5 separate regions of the Mus musculus genome follow, and regions 2, 3, 4 and 5 are each linked to region 1. The links are chromatin contacts, called in public Hi-C, HiChIP or PLAC-seq and capture Hi-C maps. All regions are on one chromosome and are shown on one strand. Each heading gives the region's core, a stretch centred on a gene start, on an enhancer-like site or on the middle of the called end of the contact. The rest is flanking DNA. Distances are from core to core; before and after follow the strand shown. Region 1 holds the start of Dazap1 (DAZ associated protein 1). Region 2 holds the start of Atp8b3 (ATPase, class I, type 8B, member 3). Region 3 overlaps Arid3a (AT rich interactive domain 3A (BRIGHT-like)). Region 4 holds the start of Adat3 (adenosine deaminase, tRNA-specific 3). Region 5 holds the start of Csnk1g2 (casein kinase 1, gamma 2).

Region 1 (3,842 bases), core at 256-2,755:
TCAGCCCTCTGAACTATCCTTTAGTATCTCCCGACCTCACAGCTCAACCTCAGGGGTCCCCTATACCTTAATATAGCCTTTGGGAGGGTCCTTCAAACCCTTATTCTATAGGGCCTTCCCAACCACCTTATCCACATAACCCTCCAGCTCTCTTTTGGAGTCCTCTTCCTTCTCCTTCTCCTTCTTCTTCTTTTTTTGTTTTTCGAGACAGGGTTTCTCTGTGTAGCCCTGGCTGTCCTGGAACTCACTTTGTAGACCAGACTGGCCTCGAACTCAGAAATCCACCTGCCTCTGCTTCCCAAGTGCTGGGATTAAAGGCGTGCGCCATCACCGCCCAGCTCTGGGGTCCTCTTCTAACTCCTGTGAAGGACTCAGCACCTTGAGTTATCTTTTGGGGTCTCCCGACACCAACTTTTCAGTGTTCCCAAATTCCTTTAATTTTATCAGAGGGGGGCGTCTCCCCGACACCCAGGCTCTACTTAGGGTCCCTCTAACATCTGAACTATCCTTTAGTGTCCCTCAGTCTCCTGATTTGATGGTCACCTTAATTCCTGAAATCTGGAGAATCCCACAACCTCCAAAATTATCATTTGAAGACTCCTTGACCCCAAACTCCACTTAGGAAGCTCCAACATCCTGATCTGTTCTTTGTGATCTCCTCATCCCTGCGCTTTTACTAGATAACCCCAGCACCCTAATCTTTCGGGGTACCTCTCAGATCCCCGCGTTATCCCATGCGGTCTCTCTGAGTTGTAATCTATACTTTGGGGTTCCTCGGCACCCATAACCTAATTTATTTGACCTATGTATTCTTTAGGGTGTCTCAGCATCCTTAATCTATTTTACAGGGTTTCCATTACCTGTGATCTAGCTTTTAGAATTCAACTCCCCAGAGCAACTCTATGGGGTCTCTCTGCTCTATAATCTATTCTTTGGAGATCCCTCAGTTTCACCATTCTAATACTTAGGGTTCACAAGGACCCTGGTCCATTTTTGTAATCTCCCTGGTACTTAGAATCTATGAGAGATCTCTCAGCACCCCTAATTATCCTACATTACCTTCCTGACTTCAAGGATCCACTTAAGGGTCTTCAACACCCTGATTTATCATTTCAGGGTCTCTCAGTCCGGTGAGTTATCCTATGGGATGCCCCTGACCCGTGAACCTTCATTTAGGGTTTCTCTGGCTCGTGAGTTATCACCTTGGGTCCCTTCAGTTACCCATGGGCTGCCTTTGGGGCGACCCCCCAGCACCCCGGCTCTCCTCTAAAGTCCCGGCCCGGCCGGTCCGGCACCCCGGCCTCCCTCGCTCTGGGCCTGGCCCGGCTCCACAGCCTCACCCGATTTCGTCGGCGCCCGCGCTGTTCATGGCGCCCCGTCCCGGCCCGCTGCGCCCCGCTCCTCCGGAAGGTCACCGCTCGTCCCTCCCCGCAGCCGCGGCCCGGATCTGCGCAACGGCGGCGGCGCTGAGCCTCCTCCCTCCGCGCCAACGGTCGCTGCGCGTCCCCGCGCCTCCGCGCCTCCGCCCTGCGCACGCCCGGGCGCGCTCCCGCACGGGGCCTCCGGGGGCGGGGCCAGGGGCGCGCCGCGCGTGCGTGCCCGCTTGCGAGAGGGACGCAGAGCTCTGCGCCTGCGCAACACGGACAACCGAGACATGCGTTTCCGCCCTGTCGAATCTAATCCTTCTGGGAAATGCAGTCCTCTGCATTATCTGGCCTTCAGAAGGCGCGCGGAGGGAGACAGCCACGTGCGTGCGTACGCGTGCATGCGGCGCCGGGCGTTCATGGCGCGCGCAGGCGCAGACGCGGGTTCCCCTTTATCCACTCGCGAATCTTGGTCTTGCGTGGGGGCTTGCGAGGGGAAAAAGTCTAAGATGCCCCTCAGAGGCCGGTGCATAAAGCAGGCTGCACGTTCATGCTCTGAACTGTGTCACCTCCCGCTCTTCCTTTTTCGCAGATGATACACTGGGTCACAAAGGCTGACTCACCTGTCCAAGGTCATTCAGTTAAGGCTCGATTGGGTTCAAAGTAAAAATTAACCAAGTTCAATAGTTACTAAGAAAAAGTAAAAACAAAAAAACATTGTCCCTAGTACCACTAACATGGACAGCCACACTCTTACTACTATCTATTGTCTGCAGCTGACTTCTCACTTGGATAATCTGCCTTTCCTCTCATAACCAGTTCCCTGTCTCAAAAAGGTATATAAAGCTGGGCAGTGGTGGCGCACACCTTTAAACCCAGCATTTGGGAGGCAGAGGCAGGTGGATTTCTGAGTTCAAGGCCAGCCTGGTCTACAGAGTGAGTCCCAGGACAGGCAGGGCTACACAGAGAAACCCTGTCTCGAGAAAACAAAACAAACAATAATAATAATAATAATAATAATAATAATAACAACAACAACAACAACAACAACAACATAATAAGTAAGTGAATAAAACGATGTAATGGCTCAGTTTGTTGAGCATCTTTCTAGGCTAAAGAGCTGGGTTCCATCCCCAGACTACTTAAAACAGTCATGGCAGTGCAAACCTGTCATCCCAGCGCTCAGGTTGGAGAGGAAGACTGGGAATTCAAGGTCAGCCTCCCTTGGTCAGCTATATAGTGAACTAGAAGCCAGCTGAGGTACACAAGACTTTCTCAAACAAAAACCAAAACATACATACAAGCAAACAAACAAAGCCTGAAGCAGGGCAGTATTGGTGCACACTTTTAAACCCAGCACTTGGGAGGCAGAGACAGGCTGATCTCTGTGAATTAAGTACAGCTAATATACAGAGTGAGTTCCAGGACAGCCAGGACTACACAGAGAAACCCTGTCTAAAAGGAGAAGGAGAAGGAGAAGAAGAAAAAGAAGAGAAGGAGGAGGAGGAAAAGGAGGAGGAGAAGGAGGAGGAGAAGAAGGAGGAGGAGAAGAAGAAGAAGAAGAAGAAGAAGAAGAAGAAGAAGAAGAAGAAGAAGAAGAAGAAGAAGAAGAAGAAGACGACGACTTTGAATTTGAGAGTGACCTGGGTCCTAGTCTCTATGTCAGTAGAACATAATATAATAACAGCAAAGTATAACAAGCAACAATTCATTTCTGTGCTGGGTATAACAGCTCAGATTATAAAAAACAGTCCAAAGCTTTTGTTTGGAGACAGAGTCTTCCTATGTAGCCCCAATTGTCCTGGAACTCATAGAGATCTTGCTGTCGCTGACTCTGGAGTGCTGAGATGACAAAGCTACCCATTTTCTGCTTTAATTAGACCACATGAGATCATCAGAAGGCCACTCAGAGGAGTGGCGCAGTGGACCTAGAATTCAGTGGGGGAAGTGCTCTCCTGGCAGGCACAATGCCCAAGACCCTTCATGAGCTGCAGAAACCGGGCATAGCAGTACACATTGTTGATCCTGGCACTGGAGAGGTGGAGGAGGCAGGATCTGGAATTCGAGGTCATCCTTAGCTGTGTGAGAGTTTGAAGCTATCTTGGGCTACATGAGAACCTGTTTCTTCCAGAAGACCAAAGTTTGATTGTCAGGACCCAAGTGGGAAATCACAATGCCAGTGACTGCGCCTCAGGTGGTGCACAGGGATGAGACACCAAGTACATTAAAAAATAAAAAACAGCGGGGCGTGGTGGCGCAGGCCTTTAATCCCAGCACTCGGGAGGCAGAGGCAGGTGGGTTTCTGAGTTTGAGGCCAGCCTGGTCTACAAAGTGAGCTCCAGGACAGCCAGAGCTATAAAGAGAAACCCTGTCTCGACAAACCAAAAAATAAAATAAATAAAAAAACAAACCAAAACTCCCAAAAGTGCTAACTGTTGCGGTTCTAAATTGGAGCCCTGGTCTCCACTCCTGTTTTTA
Region 2 (4,115 bases), core at 1,163-3,662, 270 kb before region 1:
CCATGGGCCCATGCCACCTAGCTGTGGGAACTCTGTGAGACAGCCCCAAGCTCCGGGTAGGCTGTGCCTGCTAGACCTCCCCTGAAGGTACCTTGCTGTTGTCCCTGATGCAGGCTGATGGCATGCCTTTACTCCTTTTTGCCTGTTATGATCTCAGTTACTCAGACAAGGTCCAGGGTAGAGACTGGGAGCCCCTGCCGCCTGGTGTCCTGAGGCAGGGCCTGGCCATCAAGGCCACTCTGTTCCCATGTAAGGAAACAAGTTTTGTAGTACTCACATCCAATGTGACCTCAACTTGATTGGCTGCCTCTTGGCAGTTATCTGTGGGCAGAGTAGGCTGGCTGGAGTTAGACCCTGGCAGGATAACCGGGGTCTGATGGTCAGGGTCCTGTGGGAACCTAGTCCCTCAAGCTTCTTGGAGGGACTGCAAGCCAATGGCTAGAGCAGCTTCCAGGGGCTATCTACATAGTGGGCATGCAGGGGCTACAGGGGCCAAGGGAGCTTCCTTGGCTAAGCTAGGCTTCCACCCTCAGGGGTTTCCTTGAGCACTTTGTCCCCTCTTCTACCTTCTGTAAACAAGTTTTTAAAAACAAATAAATGGTGCTAATGTATTCACAAAGCCCAGGTCTGTCCTGGGAGCTTTAGTGTGTGTCTCTGCCTATCTACTGTCCAGTTCGTGTCAGAAGAGCAGCCAACAAAGACCTTAGCTAACCCTGGCTCTGCCCTGAAAGCCAGAGGCCTGCACTCGAGGGAGCCCTCTCCACTGTGATTACCCCCATCCTCTATAAGTCAGGGTAGGGGATCTCCCCAAAAAAGGCCATCATAAAGATGTGATCAGATGCTCACCGAAAGCTGAGTGAACCGAGTAGCTATTTCCTCAACATGCTCCAGGGACTCAAAGCTTCCAGAGTTTGCTATTCTGGTGGAGGCTTGGTCCTGAGTGCCGTCCTTATCCCAGCCACCAGTTCATTCATTTTATGCCAGCATACACTGGGAGACAGGAGGTGGACATAACCACTGAGGGCTAGGTTAGAGGCAGGGCTGACTACAGCCTCTTCAGGGTGTACCGTGGCCAGCATCCCTGGCATACATCCACTGTACACAGGTATCAACATAGCCCATCAGTGCCTTGTGGGCTCCCTTTCCCACTTAGGCATGACAGATACAGACCTGGCTCAACCGTGCTCACTGGTGTGCAACCTTCCCACTCCTAATCCCCAATTCAGCAATGTTTAGTTGGGCTGGAGTATACTGTGCTTAGTGTGCTTGGAAGATGCTCTTCCCAAATGCAGGAGATGTAGCTCAGTGAGAGGCTGCTGTCATTATATAGGGTGGAGGATTAATCTGCATTCCCCTACATAATAAAGCTTGAGACCAGTTTGAACTTAACTCCTGCCCTGCAGAATGAAGCTCAGACCCACCTTTTCTGAGCCTGTCCCTGATACCCCAGCCATGCCCTAGTCTCTGCCTCCCTCCCTGGATCATGACTTGACCCTTTTCTTCTTTTCTCCTCCTCCTCCTCCTCCTCCTCCTCCTCCTCCTCCTCCTCCTCCTCCTCCTCCTCCTCCTCCTCCTCCTTTTGGTTTTTCAAGACAGAGTTTCTCTGTGTAGCCCTGGCTGTTCTGGAACTCACTCTGTAGACCAGGCCTGCCTCTGTCTCTGCCTCCCAAGTACTGGGATTAAAGGCATGTGTCACCACTGCCTGGCTTGACCCTTTTCTGTTCTACGGCTGGCCTTATCTTGGCCTTGCCCGCAGAGATTCCAGATGCCAGACCCCTGCCTTTCCTCCCTGACCTCTTCCCAAGGCTTTCCTGTCCTTTCTAGTTTACCCAAACCCCCTCCCTCCTTCCTTCCTTCCTGGCCCTTGACTCATGCCTCCGCCCACAAAGCATTGTCCCATCCTTGAGATGTAATACCACGCTCACCAGGAATAGACTCCCCTGGAAGCCTGGTCTCCGCTTTTTTTTTTTTTTTTTTTGAGACAGGGTTTCTCTGTATAGCTGTCCTGGCTGTCCTGGAACTCACTTTGTAGACCAGGCTGGCCTCGAACTCAGAAATCCACCTGCCTCTGCCTCCCGAGTGCTGGGATTAAAGGCGTATGCCACTACGCCTGGCTGTACAATTAATTCTTGCTCCACCCATAAGCCTGGTTTGTAGCACAAGGTTGGCTCTGCCAAGCTCCTAAAACACGACTCCGCCCACGAGACCTGACCACACCCCGAAGACTCAGCCACGCCCACAACTCCAGGCTCTACCCTTACCCTCTGTGCCATTCAACTAGGCCCCACCTTCTCCAGGCCCCGCCCCTGTCGCCTGGTCCTATCCTTCTCCTGCCCTTAAGCTGCAGGCCTTAAGGCTCTGGTAGGCCCCGCCCCCTTCGCAATGCCCCGCCCCACGAGCCCGCGCCACCCGTTTCAGACCCGTTGGCACCAGGCTAACAGCTCCACAACATCGGCGGCCCTGGACGCCGCTGGCGGCCCGCCCTAGGCAGCCAGGCCCCACCAAGCCCGGCCCTCGCAGGTGAGCACCGATGCTCACGAGTTGTGCATCCTTGGGCGCCACTGTGACCTCTCTGTGCTCTAGGGGTCTTGGGCCCGGATGCCAGCACTTGAGACAGGAGATGGTGCCCCCTTGAGGTTCATAAAACCAGACACCGAGGTGGAGCTTACCTACAGGACAGTTTGGTGACCACTAGAGTTCACTAGGGCTGTGCGTCATGGCCGCTGGGGAATACTGCTAATGGGGTGTCTGGTGAGTGGGCAGGAACACTTTGGAACAGGAAGATTTTGGAAACTTTGAAAAACATTGGAAAGGAAGACTGAGTGCAGTAGCAATTCTCAACCTGGGGAGGGTCAAACGACCCTTTCACAGGGGCCACCTAAGACGATCTGAAAAAAACAGATATTTGCATTATGCTTCATGACAGTAGCAAAATTAGTCATGGAATAACAACAAAACCAATTTTGTCGTTGGGGTCCCCACAATATGAGGAACTTATTAAAGGGTCATAGCATTAGGAAGGTTAAGAACCCCTGGACTAGAGTGTTCCCTAGAATCAAGATCTCTTCACACATCCTTCCCACACCCTCTCCAGCCTCAGTTTTCCTCACGTGATAATCAGGGAAAAGCCCAATACCCAGAGCTGGTGCTGAGCCAGGAGGAGGTGGGGCCCCAAGATGCCCTGGGGAAACACATGACTCAGACACCAGGACTCCTTGTCCTGGGGGAAATGTGGGTTCAGCAGACATTAAGACAGTGAAAGCTCTAGAAGAGAGGTGACCAGAGGCAAGATGGGGGACACCCCAGCTGCTCAGGAAGCCCCCAGGAGGCGCATGATTCCCACGGGCCGGTCTGGGAAGTACAGAGTGAAATTTGGAGGGTGAGGAAGAAATCCACCAGGCAGGGTGGTGACAGTGGGGGGCATATGGGTAAACTGGGGGACCGATGGGGTGAGTGCTCAGGTGGTGGTTGAAGATCTGCCCCCCGGGAAGGGAGCAGGGAGGACCCATGTCACCAGGTATAGGGCTGTCTTAAGTTACCAGACCCAGCCAGGAGTGAGAGCACAGGTCTGTCATCCTAGCTCCTCCAGGAGGCTGGAGCAGAATTATGGGTGTAAGAGCAGCAGAGTGAGACCCTGTCACTACACTTAGCAATCCCAAGGCCAGATCTTTTTGTCTCCCTCCTCCTCCTCCTCCTCCTCCTCCTCCTCCTCCTCCTCCTCCTCCTCTTCCTCCTCTTCCTCCTCCTCCTCCTCCTCTTCTTCCTCCTCCTCCTTTGAGACAGGCTTTTGCTATGTAGGGCAGAGTGTCCTTGAACTCACAGCAACCCACTGACTTGGTGTACCAAGGGCAGGGATTAAAGGGATCTGGTGTGGTGCCAACACACCAGATCTATCTTAACATGGCTCCATGCTCATAATATACGCAAGCCGTGAGCTGTCACATATACAACCCCTCAGCTCCGTGGGGTCAGTCAGCAAACATGGACTGAGCATGTGTGGGGTGTGGGGTGGGCCTTGCAGGAGCAGGTGGAACAGGAGGGGCATGGAGGAGACTGGACGGGCCAGCCACAGCTTCCTCACTAGGGCTCGAGGCTACAGCATCTCAGAGGTGGGG
Region 3 (3,926 bases), core at 979-3,478, 320 kb after region 1:
AAAGCCATCTGGAGACACAGGGACCTTGAAGGCCCTGGAGAGTTGCTGCTTGCTTGGTAGGAATAACTGAATAAACAGAGTCTCCCAGTGCATGTCCACGCTCTGTAAGGAGTTCCTAAAAGGGCTTTCTTTGACCAGATTGAGGCACACATCTTCAGTTCCAGCACTCTGGAGACACTCTGTGAGCTGGAGGCCAGCCTGGTCTACAGAGTGAGTTTCAGGACAGCCAGGGCTACAGAGAAACCCTTGGTCAAGAAAACAAACGGGCTGCAGCCACAGCTCAGGGGTTCAGAGCACTGACTACTACTCTTTTCTTCCTGTTTTTGTTTTTTGTTGTTTTTGAGACAGGGTTTCTCTGTATAGCCCAGGCTGGCCTCTGCCTCTCGAGTGCTGGAATTACTGGCGTGCACCACCATTGCCCAGACTTTTTTTTTTTTTTTTTTGAAGTCATGCATATAAATCTCAGATCACCTACAACCAAATTCCTCTATGTACTTCCAGAACATTCCACCACGCAACAAGAAACCCAATCTGCACAACCAGTCACAATCAGTCACGCCATCCTTTCTGCAGCCTCTGACACTCCTATATCCACTTCTGAGCTCTGTGCTGGGCTGTTTGGGGCCTTTTCCCACACCGTGTGGCCTTCTGTGTCTGGGTCTCTCCTGAGCCCCATGTCCTCAGCTCCCTCCACACTGTAGAGTGTACTGGAGCATCAATCCTGTTCATGGCTTAGTAATATTCCAGTGTCTTATTCTCTACCTGTCTCTGGGCTGCTAGAGCCTTTATCCTCACCATATTCTTTGAAGATCTTGACGATTTTGTGCCTTTTGGGCTTTGGCTGAGACATGACCCCAACAATCTTTATAAAAACACCTACATACAATGGCTGTGATTCTCCTCCCAATACCATTAGGACGCTTCCTTCTCCTGGCTGCCCAGAGACGAGGGCCTCGGAGCTCTGTAAGCTTCAGAACTGGGCCAGATGTCTCCCCTCTCCTGCCAGACAGGTCCTGCTATCCTCCGTCACTGGAGTCTCTTCTCCTGAAGAGACCATGCCTGTCCATCCCGGCCTTCTGGGTGTCTTTACAGCTCCGGGCCCCAGGGCCTTTGCACTCCCTGGTCCTTCATATAAGCCCTTTTCCCACTGCAGCGAGGCCTTGGGCACCAAGTGACTCAGCTCTGTGGGGGAAGTCTGAACTCTCCTGGGCAGACACGCCCATTTCATCCTGCCTCTGGCAAGTGGTCGAGATTCACCTGGACCCATTCTTCACTTGGGGAAATTAAGGCAGAGGTGACCTGTGAGTAACAGAGCATCAAGGACCAGCTGGGCACTTGACTGATCATTTTCCATGGGAACCCAGGGTGTGGCAGTGCACATCTATCAACCTACACTCGGGGAGGGAAAGGCAGGGGGATGGCTATGACTTCCCGACCAGCCCAGCCCAGGCTACACAGGGAGACCCTGTCTCAAAACAAATTTGAGTTCCATCCCAGCATCAAGAGGCCAGGAGAGTCAGGGCCACAGAGATGGCAACTGGATGGGTGGGCACCGGCTCGTGCTCCCTCCACCAGCATAGGGTCACAGCGGCCGGGGCACAGGGGTGTCAAGGCGCAGGTCTGGGGTTGTTACTTTCATATTTGGAAATCCAGGGAGTGTTGCAGACATTATTGAGCCCTTGAGGCGGATGATACATCACAGGTACACTACAACCAGACACAAGGACCAGGCCAGCAGCTGGGAAGAACTCTCCCAGCTATGCAGAAGACCAAGGCAGGGGGACACAAGTTCAAGGCAACCCTGGGTAACTTGGAGGGACTCCCTCTCAAAATGAAAAGACAGGACCTGGGATGTAAAACAGGGGTATAGCCCTCATCCCCGGAATCTCCCAGTGAGGGGCTGGGGGCGTGGTCAGGGTTGAGGAGCAACCTAAAATGGGTCCAAGACATTTGGTCTCTTCCCAGAAATTAATCTCGGAGAGATGGAGCACCACGTTCAGTGAGGGAGAAGAGCCATCCCTGGCACTCTGCATACAGCAAGGGCATCATGAATGTGCTGCCCCGGCTCTCTTTGGGCTCTTCTGGGCACATGGTGGCCTCAGGGTGCACCTGAGGGCTAGGGGCTTCCCCTCCAAGCTGGCCACCCGGCTCTTTCATTTCCTGTCAGCTCTGTGGGCACTGGGGGGGCCAACTCTGGCGCTTAGGAAATTGGGGAAGTGATTCTGGGCTGGGTCAAACATCTGTCTGTTCAGCTGCCTCCTGCAGAGGTTGGCCCCTCTCCCCTCAGCACGCTGGCTGCCTCACCCACGAGGAAGATATTAATAGCCCTTCCGAAATGACCATTTGGGACCACAGGAGTGGCTGCTGAAGAAGCTGGCCTCTGGGTTCCCGGCTGCAGGGGAACTGCAGACCTCCAACCTAACTTTTTCTCCTGAGTAGATGATAGGTTTGGTCAGAGGTTTGATCAGGAGCCACCTTGGAACCTCAGTCTCATTTCCTGCGAAGGAAGGAGGTTGTCCTCATAGCTTCCAGGAGAATGACAAGACACTTGTGCCCAGCAAAGGTCAAGCCCAAGAGAGATGGCCAGGTGGGGGAACAAAACTGCTCGGTGCAAGCTTGCTTTACAACTGGGAAACTGAGGCACAAGGGTTGGGCAGCCCTGGAATGAACATACAGGCAACGGCTAAGACAGAGACACCTGTCAGAAAGTGCAAAGAAGTTTGCGTGGAAAAGCCAAGGTGACTCCCTAAGCCCCACAGAAGCCCAATATGTCAAAAGCAAAGGAGACTGAGCAAGATCCACCATGGAGCCCTCCAGAGACTCCGTGGAACCTCACAGAGACCAGTGAAGGGCCTGGCACTGTGGGCCGACGGTCCAAGGGTCAGAAGCCAAGCTCAGTGGTGCAACTTGCTGATCCCAGGTACAGAGGAGGTAAAGGCAGAAGGATCCCAAAAGTCCAGAATAGCATCTACGCTCATGTGTGTGTTGGGGGCTTGGTTTGAGGTGGAGCCCTACCTAGAATCCCCCAATGAGGGGCTGGGGGCGTGGTCAGAGTGGAGCCCCTGCTTAGAATCCTGCCATCATGGGCTTCTCCAGCTGTATTCCTGTCTAGCCTCTGAAATTCCAGAAGGGACTTCCCTGTTGACCAGTGTGAACCTGGCTGTCACACTGGATTATCAGGACATGACCTGGGGTCTGGTATCCCTTACGTTAGCTGCAACAAAGGATCTAGACAGACTGAAGCTTGTGTCCTAAGACAGAAATGGGGTCCCACCCTTCATCTAGAGGTCCAGCTGGAGGGTACCCATACTGTGAGCTAAGGGCAGGTGGAATCGAGCCTAATGTGGTGGCTCCAAATGTCCACCTCCTGCAGCAGGGAGTTCCTGTCATGCATTAGCAACAGAGCAGGTGAACCCAGATAAATACAGCTGCCATCCTACATGCTATGGAGCGGGATGGAGGCAGACAAACACTCATCAACAAGATCCTGACCAAGTGACAGCGGCCCAGTTTCACGGAGGGGGAAACTGAGGCTGGGAGGAAGAAGTGGGTGAGCGGTAGGTTGGGGAGGACGTGGCCTTGGAGACAGAAGGGATGGGTGGATAGGCAGACAAGATGGCGGGTGAGGAACACCCCTCCCCCCAATACGCCCCCTGGGTGACTGGAAAATATCAGTCTTCTATAACTTGGCCCCCATATGGCAACATCCTGGGCCCAGCCTTCAGCTCTAGATTGGCCCCCTCCTCCTGCTACACACAAAGCCACAGATGCACCCAGACTGGATGGACATGGCTGGGAACAGAGCTGGTACCCTCCAGCCAGCCATGAAGACACACCCATCTCCCCCAGACAGGACCTCACCCCATGGAGACAGTGATGCAGACTGGCTTACCCCACCTGCCTGCCCCAGTGCACCCCACAGGGTC
Region 4 (4,234 bases), core at 1,094-3,593, 340 kb before region 1:
GACCCCATCTCAACCCTCTGAATCCCCAGAAATAGGTGGTGGCAGGCCTATGATGCACCCTAGAAGAATGCAGACCCTGCCAAGAGAGGCAGGCACGTGCCCATGACCTGTTTCCAGTGTGCTCAGTCAACCCACTTCCTGCTTCAGTGGGCTAGCCTGGGAACCTGGCTATCCACTGCACCTGAGCTTTCAGTCAATGCTCATGGCCTGCTGTGCAAGCACCCGGATAAAGCCTGAGCTGACAGCCACCACCACCACCACCACCACCACCACGCTGTTCCACACAGGAGAAAAGCCAGGCTCCCCAGACGCCCAGCGGAGAAAAGGTTGTGGGAGCAGAGCCTCTTGGGCCTCAGAGGCTTCTCCTTGCTCAGTCAGAGCTAGACAGGGCAGGATGGCAAATCTGAGGAGGAAGGCACCACCACCTGCCATCCGGTTCCTGCTACCGAACCCTCTCGCCATCCTTAGTCCTCAGATCATTGGCTTGGCTGACAGCTAGCTCCTTCCCACACCTTGCCGTGACAACTAACCATAACCTACAGGCGATTAGGGTCAAGCAATCCTGGGAGCAGCGCAGCAGGAGGGGATGGGGTATAGCTCAATGGTGGGAATCTGCCTGCCCTGCTCAAACCCTGAGGTAAATACAGAGCACCAAACAAACGAGAAGGAAATAGGGGAGAAAAGAAAAAAGTGCCCACGAGGCGACCTGCAGGGCTACCTGACCATCATCATACCCACATCCTGGCACCCCCACCAATGTCTACCTGGCCACAGGAACCTATGCGATGGACTCAGGTACATCTGTTGGCTTTCAGGGCTCACCCAGCTGCCCAGGTCAACACTGAATGTCTCTATGGGCTAACTAGAGAGTCACGGGTGCCACTAGGAGTCCTGAGACTAAGAAGGGAGAACAGCACCAAGGGTGTCTGAGATCCTGGTGTCACCATGGCTGCCCCTGCAAAGGCCCCATGGCAGGCAGAGCCCATGAAGGGCGTGGTGACATCTGGCTTCCCCAGGGCATACACCACGCCTACAACGCACAGCGCCTGACTGGGCTACAAAGCGCCACTGTCTCCAGGGCAGAAGACACAGCTTTGTTTGTCCCCTCAAGACTAGACAACAAGGGACACAGAAAGATGGATGCCTTGGGGACAGATGACAGCCTGGGCTTATGGGCCTCTGGAGAGGAGTTTAATAGCTATAGGATGGTAGCCAATGCTTGGCCAAAGGGGCCCTTCATGTTCATTGCAATTGTGGCCTGTTATTCCCTTGTTTTAGGTGACAGGTGCCCACTGTACACCAGCATGGGAACAGGTTTGAAAGGGGCTCCTTGTACCACAGACAAGGACCTGCGGTCCAGCAGACACTTCCCACCTCTGAGGAACCACACGCCCTCTGCATTCAACAACTGCAGGCAAACAATGGGCCTTGGGTCCTGGGTATAGGGTCCAAAAGAATGGGACCGTGGCTGGACAGACTACAAGGATCAGGTCTGGAAGCTCAGGCCTGAAATACAAGTCACTCAATAAGCCACTAGATGGGAGTTCGGGGCCAGCTTCAGCGGTACAGGAAACTTCCAAAATAAAAAAAATGAAGTGGGCTCGGGGTAGAGCTCAGCAGTGCTGAGCCTACCTATGTCCACCAGTGAGGGACTGAAGCTTAGGTTAGGGCCCCTTGTGAGGGGATGGGGTGTGGCGCAGGGGTAGAGTCCCTGCCTGGAATCATCCATTTAAGGGCTGGGTACAAAGATTAGCGAAAGCTCCTGGAATCCACTTCTGAAGGGAGGGGAAGGGGATCAGTAGTCCAGTGCCAGTCTAATATAACCAAAGTCCAGGATTCGATCCCTGGTACCACCAAGATACCCCAAGAAACCCCATAGGGTACAAGAGCTTAAAGGGAAACTGCACACCTGCTGTAAGGATGGTGGATAAGATAACCCTGAGGCAGGGGACTGTGATGACCCGGAACATACAACCGGAAGCAGCTGGAAATCACAGGGTTTCCGGAATCAGAAGTAGGGTACACGCGTGCGCCGCAAACCAACGGCATAGGGCGCGGTGGGCGAAAAGCCCTGTGCACACGCGTACTAGCGTTGACTACTCGCGCACGCGTACTCCCACCGCCTCCCGGGACGCGCACAACCCTCTCAGGCTACGCGGTCTGTCCCGATAAGGCCTTCTTTCCCTGTCCACCGCCCTTGCCTTGTCACCATCTCCGGTGCCCCATGGCGGATTCGGAACGGCGAAAGCCGAACCCCTACGGCGGCTGCTCACCTGAGGGACACCCGAGCGAACGCCACGCTTATCCAAGTCCTAGCAACCGGGCCGCCACGCCTGCCACCGCGGGGCACCACGGGAGCGTAGTTCCATGGGCGGGGCCTGCGCGATGCGACTACATTTCCCTTAAGGCCGTGCGCGTGGCTGCTTCACAAGGCCTTGCTGAGTCTAGGGGGTTTTCTTATGTGTGCTGCAGCGAGTAGAATACTGTGGTTTGAGATCCTGGGATGGCACTGAACTCGGCCCCTTTGTGACACTTTGAGACATCAGCAGAGAGAAGACTTGAGGCAGAAGGAGACTCTATGGCCATTAGTCACTCAAAGAGCATCTGCCATCATACTTCTGTAAAGTCCCATGTTGCTGGTGAACAATCACTTTTACTGCTTGGAAAGTGACTGTAGTCTGAAGTTTTAGGTCCACTCAGGCCCTCATTCTCCTCATCTGTACATGGGTGAAACAGATATGTGAACTTCTGAATAAGTCTGGGGCTGGGGCTGTTCATGGAGTGTTTTCCTAGCACCCAGGAGAACCTGGATTCCATACATAGCATTCCTCATGGCACAAGCTGGTCATGCCTGCACTCTGGGGGTGGATACAAGAGAACAAAAGTTCAAGATGGTTGGGGCGAGGGCCTTTAACCCCAGCACTTGGGAGGCAGAGGCAGGCAAATCACTGGGAGTTCCAGGACAGATCCTGTCTTTAAAAAACAAAAACAAAAGATGAAGAAAATAAATGAACAAGTAATAGAGGCAGGAGAGATGACCTAACATTAATACCTTTTAGTTAATTATTGTTTTAGATAAAGAGTTTCACAGTGTAGCTTTATCTGCCCAACATGTCATTCCCAGGCCAGAGTCCCTGAGTCTCTCCCAGGGTCCTTCTTCCTCTGTGGCTTAGGACATAAACAGCAGATTGCCTGGCTGAGCCCTGACCAGCAGGAAGGTAGAAAGTGGCACCAGAGAGCCTGGGGTTGGCTCCAGGATCAACCTGTTTGCAATCTTCTAGGCCTGTCTGCCAAACACAATCTTTCTGGAATAAGGAATGCCTTGTGACCAGCTTATCAGAGCAGAGTAGGTCCCATGAGTTTGGTGTATGGCTGCTTGCAAGACAGATAAGTGGGAGATTAGTGTGGATATGACCAGCATTACAAAGCTAGAACCCAAGCCGGGTGGTGGTGGTCCACGCCTTTAATCCCAGCACTTGGAAGGCAGAGGCAGGCAGATTTCTGAGTTCGAGGCCAGCCTGGTCTATAGAGTGAGTTCCAGGACAGCCAGGGCTATACAGAGAAACCCTGTCTCGAAAAACAAACAAAAAAACGAAGCTAGAACCCTTAGGTACAGTGTCTGGCTTCTAGGAAGCCATGTGAACCAAGGGTCTTGGGAAGAAAACCAAGTTTTGGGTCATCACACCAAAACAGGGCCACCAGGAAACCCATGTTGTTTCTTTAATATTTTTTGACTAAGCCCAGGTCCATAGAAATGCTAGGCCAGGAGCTGTAGAGATGGCTCTGTGGCTGAGAGCACTGGCTGATCTTCCAGAGGATGAAGGTTCAGATCCTAGCACCCACATGGTGGCTCACAGCCATCCCTAACTGCAATTCCAGGAAGTCTGATGCCTTTTAAAACCTCTGTGTGCACAAGGCACATACATACACAAAGGCAAGGCACTGATATAAATATTTTTAAAAATGCTCTGCCAGGGTTAGAAAGGCAGTTTGCCAATGGGGAACCCTGATTGCTATCCCAGAAGAACCTGATGTGAGTCCCTGCACCCACATGGTGGCTTACAACCATCTGTAACTCCAGCTTCAAGGAACCAAATGACTTCTCCTGGCCTCGATGGGTGCTAGGCTGGCATGTGTTACAGAGACAGATAGATATGCAGAGAAGTTTTCTAAGAGATGCTATGCAAGGGAGCTAGAGAGATGGCTCAGTGGTTAAAAGGACAGCCTGCTCTTC
Region 5 (4,122 bases), core at 1,056-3,555, 360 kb before region 1:
TCACATCAACAGCACAGGAGCTGGAGGAAGGCACACCTGAAGACGGGCTCCATAAGGTGCCAGCACTGTGGCCTTAAAGATGAAGAGGAAACAGGTATGGACTGGGGTCTGCCCAAGGACCTGTGTGGCTTCTGGGTGGGTGCAGATGCAGGAGACTGGCAGGGCTATGCCCAGGCCAGAAGAACCTGGTAAAGGTTACAGAGCAGAGAAACACACCTGCCCTTCACTCTCACCCAGGTATCACTCAGAACAGCCCCTCAGAGCCTGACACATGACAACCTCCTATGGCTTCTCTTCCATTAGGAAGGACTAAGAGGGCATAGTACACTGGGTCCCATCTCTAATACAGAGACAAAACATGGAGGTGCACATTCAGCATGCCAACATGCAGGAGGATCAGGAGTTCAAGGCCAGCCTGAGCTACATGAAACTATGTTCACAAAAACATCAAAGGTCAACAAAACGATGGCTCATCAGGGAAGGCTGCCTGGGCCTTGTCCCCAGGATCTACACCGTGGAGATAACGGATTCCCAGTTATCCTCTGACCTCCAAACACATGGGATAGTATAGACACACTACCCTTATGTGCACTAAATAAACATAATGAGGTTTTAAAAACTCCAAGCACACAGGTACACAGAGATGTTCTCAGGATCTAGCACCCTGCCTGCAGCATCCCTGCATCCATCTGAAGGCACCATTCAGGGATAGAGACCAGGACGCTAGTGTCACGTCAGGGGGATCAACTCACACACAGGGAAGGGTTAAAGAGGGTTGGAGGGTTTGGAGCCAGCCCCTCCCAGCACTTGTGTCCTGCTACAGAACTGCACACACCTCAAGTCTCTAGACAAGACATCACCTGGTGAGTGGGGTGTGCCTCCCCATCCCACAGTGCTCAGTCTGTGCCCAAGTGCACCCTTTACCACCTACAAGTAGAGAGGCCACCATGAACTGGGTAAGGGGGTATGTGGGGCAGTGGCATCAGAAGACCCTAGAGTGTGGACACCTCGTTGTGTCAGATCCAAGGACCAGCAGAGAGATGTCAGCGCCAGGAAAGCGAAGCCACCTGCTCATCACATACCAGCATTGAGCACCCTAGGTCACTAGAAGCAGCAGGGCTTCTGAGGTTTGGAGAGAAAGTACCCAGATGGTGCTTGGCCCCTCAGAGTCCCCAGCAGCAGAGGACATCATCCTTTGTTCTGGGGAGGACAGGGATGGCCCACTGTATCATCCTCAGCCTGGATGGATGGCTGCAAACTATGTGGCATGCAGAGCTGCCCACACAGGCCCAGTAGCCCACCTAGGATGTGCGGAGGGGAAGACCCAGGTGGCAGACATGTGCCGCCACAGGCAACAGCAACAGGCAGCACGTGATCTGTTGTAGGGGCTCAGGCCAGCTAGGATGTGCACAATGGAAATGGGGCACCTGCAGGGCCACACTGGTGGACGACAACAAACGAGAGGCAGAGGAAGTGCTGCCCACATCCGGAGTGGACATGGCAGCCAAGGAACACCAGAGAGTCACCTGTGCATCTACTGTCCCCATGCATCCTACAATACAGTTGGGGACACTACAACAGGCACTGACATTGTCAGCCCACGGGGCAAGGGGAGGTGGCTAAGCCAAGGAGGCCATGAAAACTGCCACAAGACAGGGCCATGACTGTGTAGAACGGTGGGCACGACCCGAGGTCACCATGACCACCCAACACATGGACCACTCCTTATCGATCACAGGAGGTGCCAGGCTGACATGGGCTATGTAGCCATCAGCAGTGCCCAAGAGAGTGAGCAAGCACACAAGAAGGCTGTCACTCCAACATGGAGGGCCAAGGAAACAGGCAACCCTAGTTCCAGGCAGCTGTGCTGTCTCAGGCACACCTGAGCATGTGTGGTGTGACCTGAGACCCCAGAGAAAAGGAAAAGCCTCTAGCCCTGGTCCTAGTTGAACCCTGGAGCTAAAAATAGAGCCTTTGGAAGGAGGGCAGGGCTCCCTTGTCCTAAATAAACCCTCCCTGGCCTGACCCACAATGCCCAGAGCCCGATTCTTTCCCCAAGTGAGGCTGTCTCCAGAAGTGAGCCCAGGCTCAGGGGAAATGCTGGGCTGGCCTGAGTGAAGCAAGGCCGCAGAGCCAGCTGCATGGTGCCCACTGCTCAGGGAGCCTGCTGACAGCAGGCTGGACTCCCACCAGAGACACACAGCCCTCCTTGCAAGGCCCCAGCACGCACCTGCCCTGTTCTTTTTGGGGTCCCCCATCTTGCTGGGGCCCTGGCTGCTCCTCTGCCAGAGGTCCCCAAGTCCCTTCTCTGCATCTCCACTTAGTGATGTCACAGTCCCTGGCTGACGTCACTGGCAGTTCCCAGGCTAGACCTGGCACCCGCCTAAGGGGACAAGCAGGGTCAAAAGCCACCATGAGAAAGCCCTGCAGTGGTGGGATTCTGGGCTGCAGGCCCAGCTGTAGCACACGAGGACTTCCAGCACCGAGTATCCTGGAAGACAGCTGGAGAAATCTGGGGATCAAGCCAAGCTAGGAAAGGAGCCCGATCAGAAAGGGGCTGGTGCCACCTGGCCAGTGGGCAACAGAGCTGTGCATCAGGTCAGGATATGAAGACCAAGAGATGTGTGCCATCCCACAAGGATGATGGCAATGGCAGAGAGAGACCTGGAACGCACTAACACAACTTGGGTCAGCATTGACACAGGACAGCACATGGACCGACAGTGCTGCAGCCCAGTGCCTGACAGCCAGTGTGCACTCTGTACATCAAAGAGCCACTACCCTGCTCTCTGCGCCTCTGATGAGCAGACGTTTCCTCAGCATAAACCACAAGAAGGTGAGGACAGGCAAGAGCACTCAGCACATCTACTCGCCAATCAAATCACAACGCCCACACTAGAGCAGATGGCGTCCCCCGGAGACACCAGGGTCGGAGACTGAAGACCTCATACCCTCTGCACCAATGTGGGTTGCCATAGGTGATGTGGGACCCAAAGCCTCTATGGGCCATGTCTGGGGACACAGGGTGGCTCAACATGGTAACATGAGGGGGCCCAGCATGGAATAGAGGACCAGGGTGCTGCTGCTCAACACCCACAGAGCCTAAACCATGCAGTATCTACTGCAAAGCCTAGTAGGGAGCCAGGTACAAAGCTGGCCAAGGGGCCTGGTACCACGGATGTGTGGAAAGACACGCAGTGGGGCCAGTGAGCACACATAAGAACGTGCACAGCCATCCACCACTGACCATGGCCTAATGTGCTAGCCTCATCAATAGCACACAACAAAGTATAACTCAGCCACAGGTCCCTACCCAGCAACAGATCCTAGGGTCAAGGGGGGTTATCCACTGGGAATTCTGGAAGTGTCACCAGAAAACTGTTGATTTTCTTTTTGAAACAGAGTATATAGCCCAGACTGGCCTTGAACTTGCCTCCTGCCTCAGTTCCTAAGCACTGGAATTACAGGTATGAGTCAGGGTAGACTGATTTATATCTTCTGTGTTTGTATTTGTATGTGTGTGTATGGGGCGGGGGGCTCATATGCCAGAGGCTGGTGTCAAGGACTCTCCACCTTATACTGAAGCCGTGTCTCCCTGCTGAACTCACTTTAGCTACCACAGCCAGCTCAGTTTGAAATGGGTCCACAGGAGGTGAGAGTGCCCGGGCCGGCATCTAAGTGAGCACTAGAGACCTGAGCTTAGGCAATCATTTGCCCACTGCCTCCCCCAACACTTATACCCAAGCTGGCCTTGAACCCACCATCCTTAGTTTTAACATTTTAAACTGAGGGGTGAGGAGGGGAGCCCAGAACTGGCTATTCTTATATAGGTGAAGGTGACCACAAACCTTAACTGAGGGGACAGCTGTCCAGGAGGCACCTCCCCTAAGTCCTGCCATAGTCAGCATATGGAGGGCCCAGCACACAGCCCTGGCCTCCACTGGGTAGGGTCAGGCCAGCACCAAGTGAAGCACAGGCTGACTGCACACAGCTGCCCACCCAGAGGAGCAGAGTCTGCTCTGCCTAAGCCACGCCTCCTCTCAGGGGGCCCAACTGGACAGCCAAGGGCAGCATGGAGATCTCCCAGGAGCCCACAGGGGCGTGCCCTGACAGGAAGCACAG

What was found. Hi-C and Micro-C count contacts between places; a contact is called where the count stands out from the background. HiChIP or PLAC-seq counts read pairs in DNA pulled down with a chosen protein or histone mark. Capture Hi-C pulls out chosen DNA fragments and counts their contacts.
Region 2: an H3K27ac HiChIP or PLAC-seq map of large pre-B cells shows a contact between it and region 1, with 2.5 times the contacts expected there. The contact joins the promoter of Atp8b3 here to the promoter of Dazap1 in region 1. A contact is called at or near these places in 1 of 39 promoter capture datasets (liver) and 2 of 115 datasets of contacts at active chromatin or transcription factors (large pre-B cells and pancreatic cancer cells).
Region 3: an H3K4me3 HiChIP or PLAC-seq map of pro-B cells shows a contact between it and region 1, with 2.1 times the contacts expected there. The contact joins the enhancer-like site here to the promoter of Dazap1 in region 1. A contact is called at or near these places in 2 of 39 promoter capture datasets (the C10 cell line and hippocampal neurons), 5 of 115 datasets of contacts at active chromatin or transcription factors (fetal liver, large pre-B cells, microglia and 2 more) and 1 of 9 other capture datasets (liver).
Region 4: a capture Hi-C map of macrophages shows a contact between it and region 1, with 2.8 times the contacts expected there. The contact joins the promoter of Adat3 here to the promoter of Dazap1 in region 1. A contact is called at or near these places in 5 of 39 promoter capture datasets (the C10 cell line, erythroid cells, liver and 1 more), 1 of 484 Hi-C or Micro-C datasets (B cells), 5 of 115 datasets of contacts at active chromatin or transcription factors (double positive thymocytes, effector CD8 T cells, extraembryonic endoderm stem cells and 2 more) and 1 of 9 other capture datasets (macrophages).
Region 5: a Hi-C map of LSK cells shows a contact between it and region 1, with 4 times the contacts expected there. The contact joins the promoter of Csnk1g2 here to the promoter of Dazap1 in region 1. A contact is called at or near these places in 5 of 39 promoter capture datasets (the C10 cell line, cranial neural crest, hippocampal neurons and 1 more), 2 of 484 Hi-C or Micro-C datasets (LSK cells and embryonic stem cells), 2 of 115 datasets of contacts at active chromatin or transcription factors (effector CD8 T cells and fibro-adipogenic progenitors) and 1 of 9 other capture datasets (adipose tissue).

What each region holds. Positions count from the first base shown.
Region 1 is chr10:80,262,677-80,266,518 of GRCm38.p6, reverse strand. Dazap1 (DAZ associated protein 1) reads right to left here and starts at 1,505. Exons shown (of 12, transcript NM_133188.3): 1 at 1,341-1,505. The coding sequence starts at 1,369.
Region 2 is chr10:80,537,421-80,541,535 of GRCm38.p6, reverse strand. Atp8b3 (ATPase, class I, type 8B, member 3) reads left to right here and starts at 2,412. Exons shown (of 28, transcript NM_026094.3): 1 at 2,412-2,520. It overlaps Rexo1 (REX1, RNA exonuclease 1), which reads left to right. Exons shown (of 15, transcript NM_025852.3): 15 at 1-610.
Region 3 is chr10:79,939,208-79,943,133 of GRCm38.p6, reverse strand. The region is part of intron 3 of Arid3a (AT rich interactive domain 3A (BRIGHT-like)); the gene reads right to left. Among named protein-coding and RNA genes, the nearest start is that of Arid3a, 14 kb to the right of the region's middle. Within about 2 kb of position 2,228, at least 33 of the 459 cell types and tissues checked have an H3K27ac peak or open chromatin away from gene starts, as enhancers often do. A contact at or near this core is called in microglia and pro-B cells, where this site is marked.
Region 4 is chr10:80,600,989-80,605,222 of GRCm38.p6, reverse strand. It overlaps Adat3 (adenosine deaminase, tRNA-specific 3), which reads right to left and starts at 2,343. Exons shown (of 2, transcript NM_001100606.1): 1 at 2,274-2,343. Scamp4 (secretory carrier membrane protein 4) reads right to left here and starts at 2,341. Exons shown (of 7, transcript NM_019575.4): 1 at 2,274-2,341.
Region 5 is chr10:80,627,839-80,631,960 of GRCm38.p6, reverse strand. It overlaps Csnk1g2 (casein kinase 1, gamma 2), which reads right to left and starts at 2,305. Exons shown (of 12, transcript NM_001159591.1): 1 at 2,231-2,305.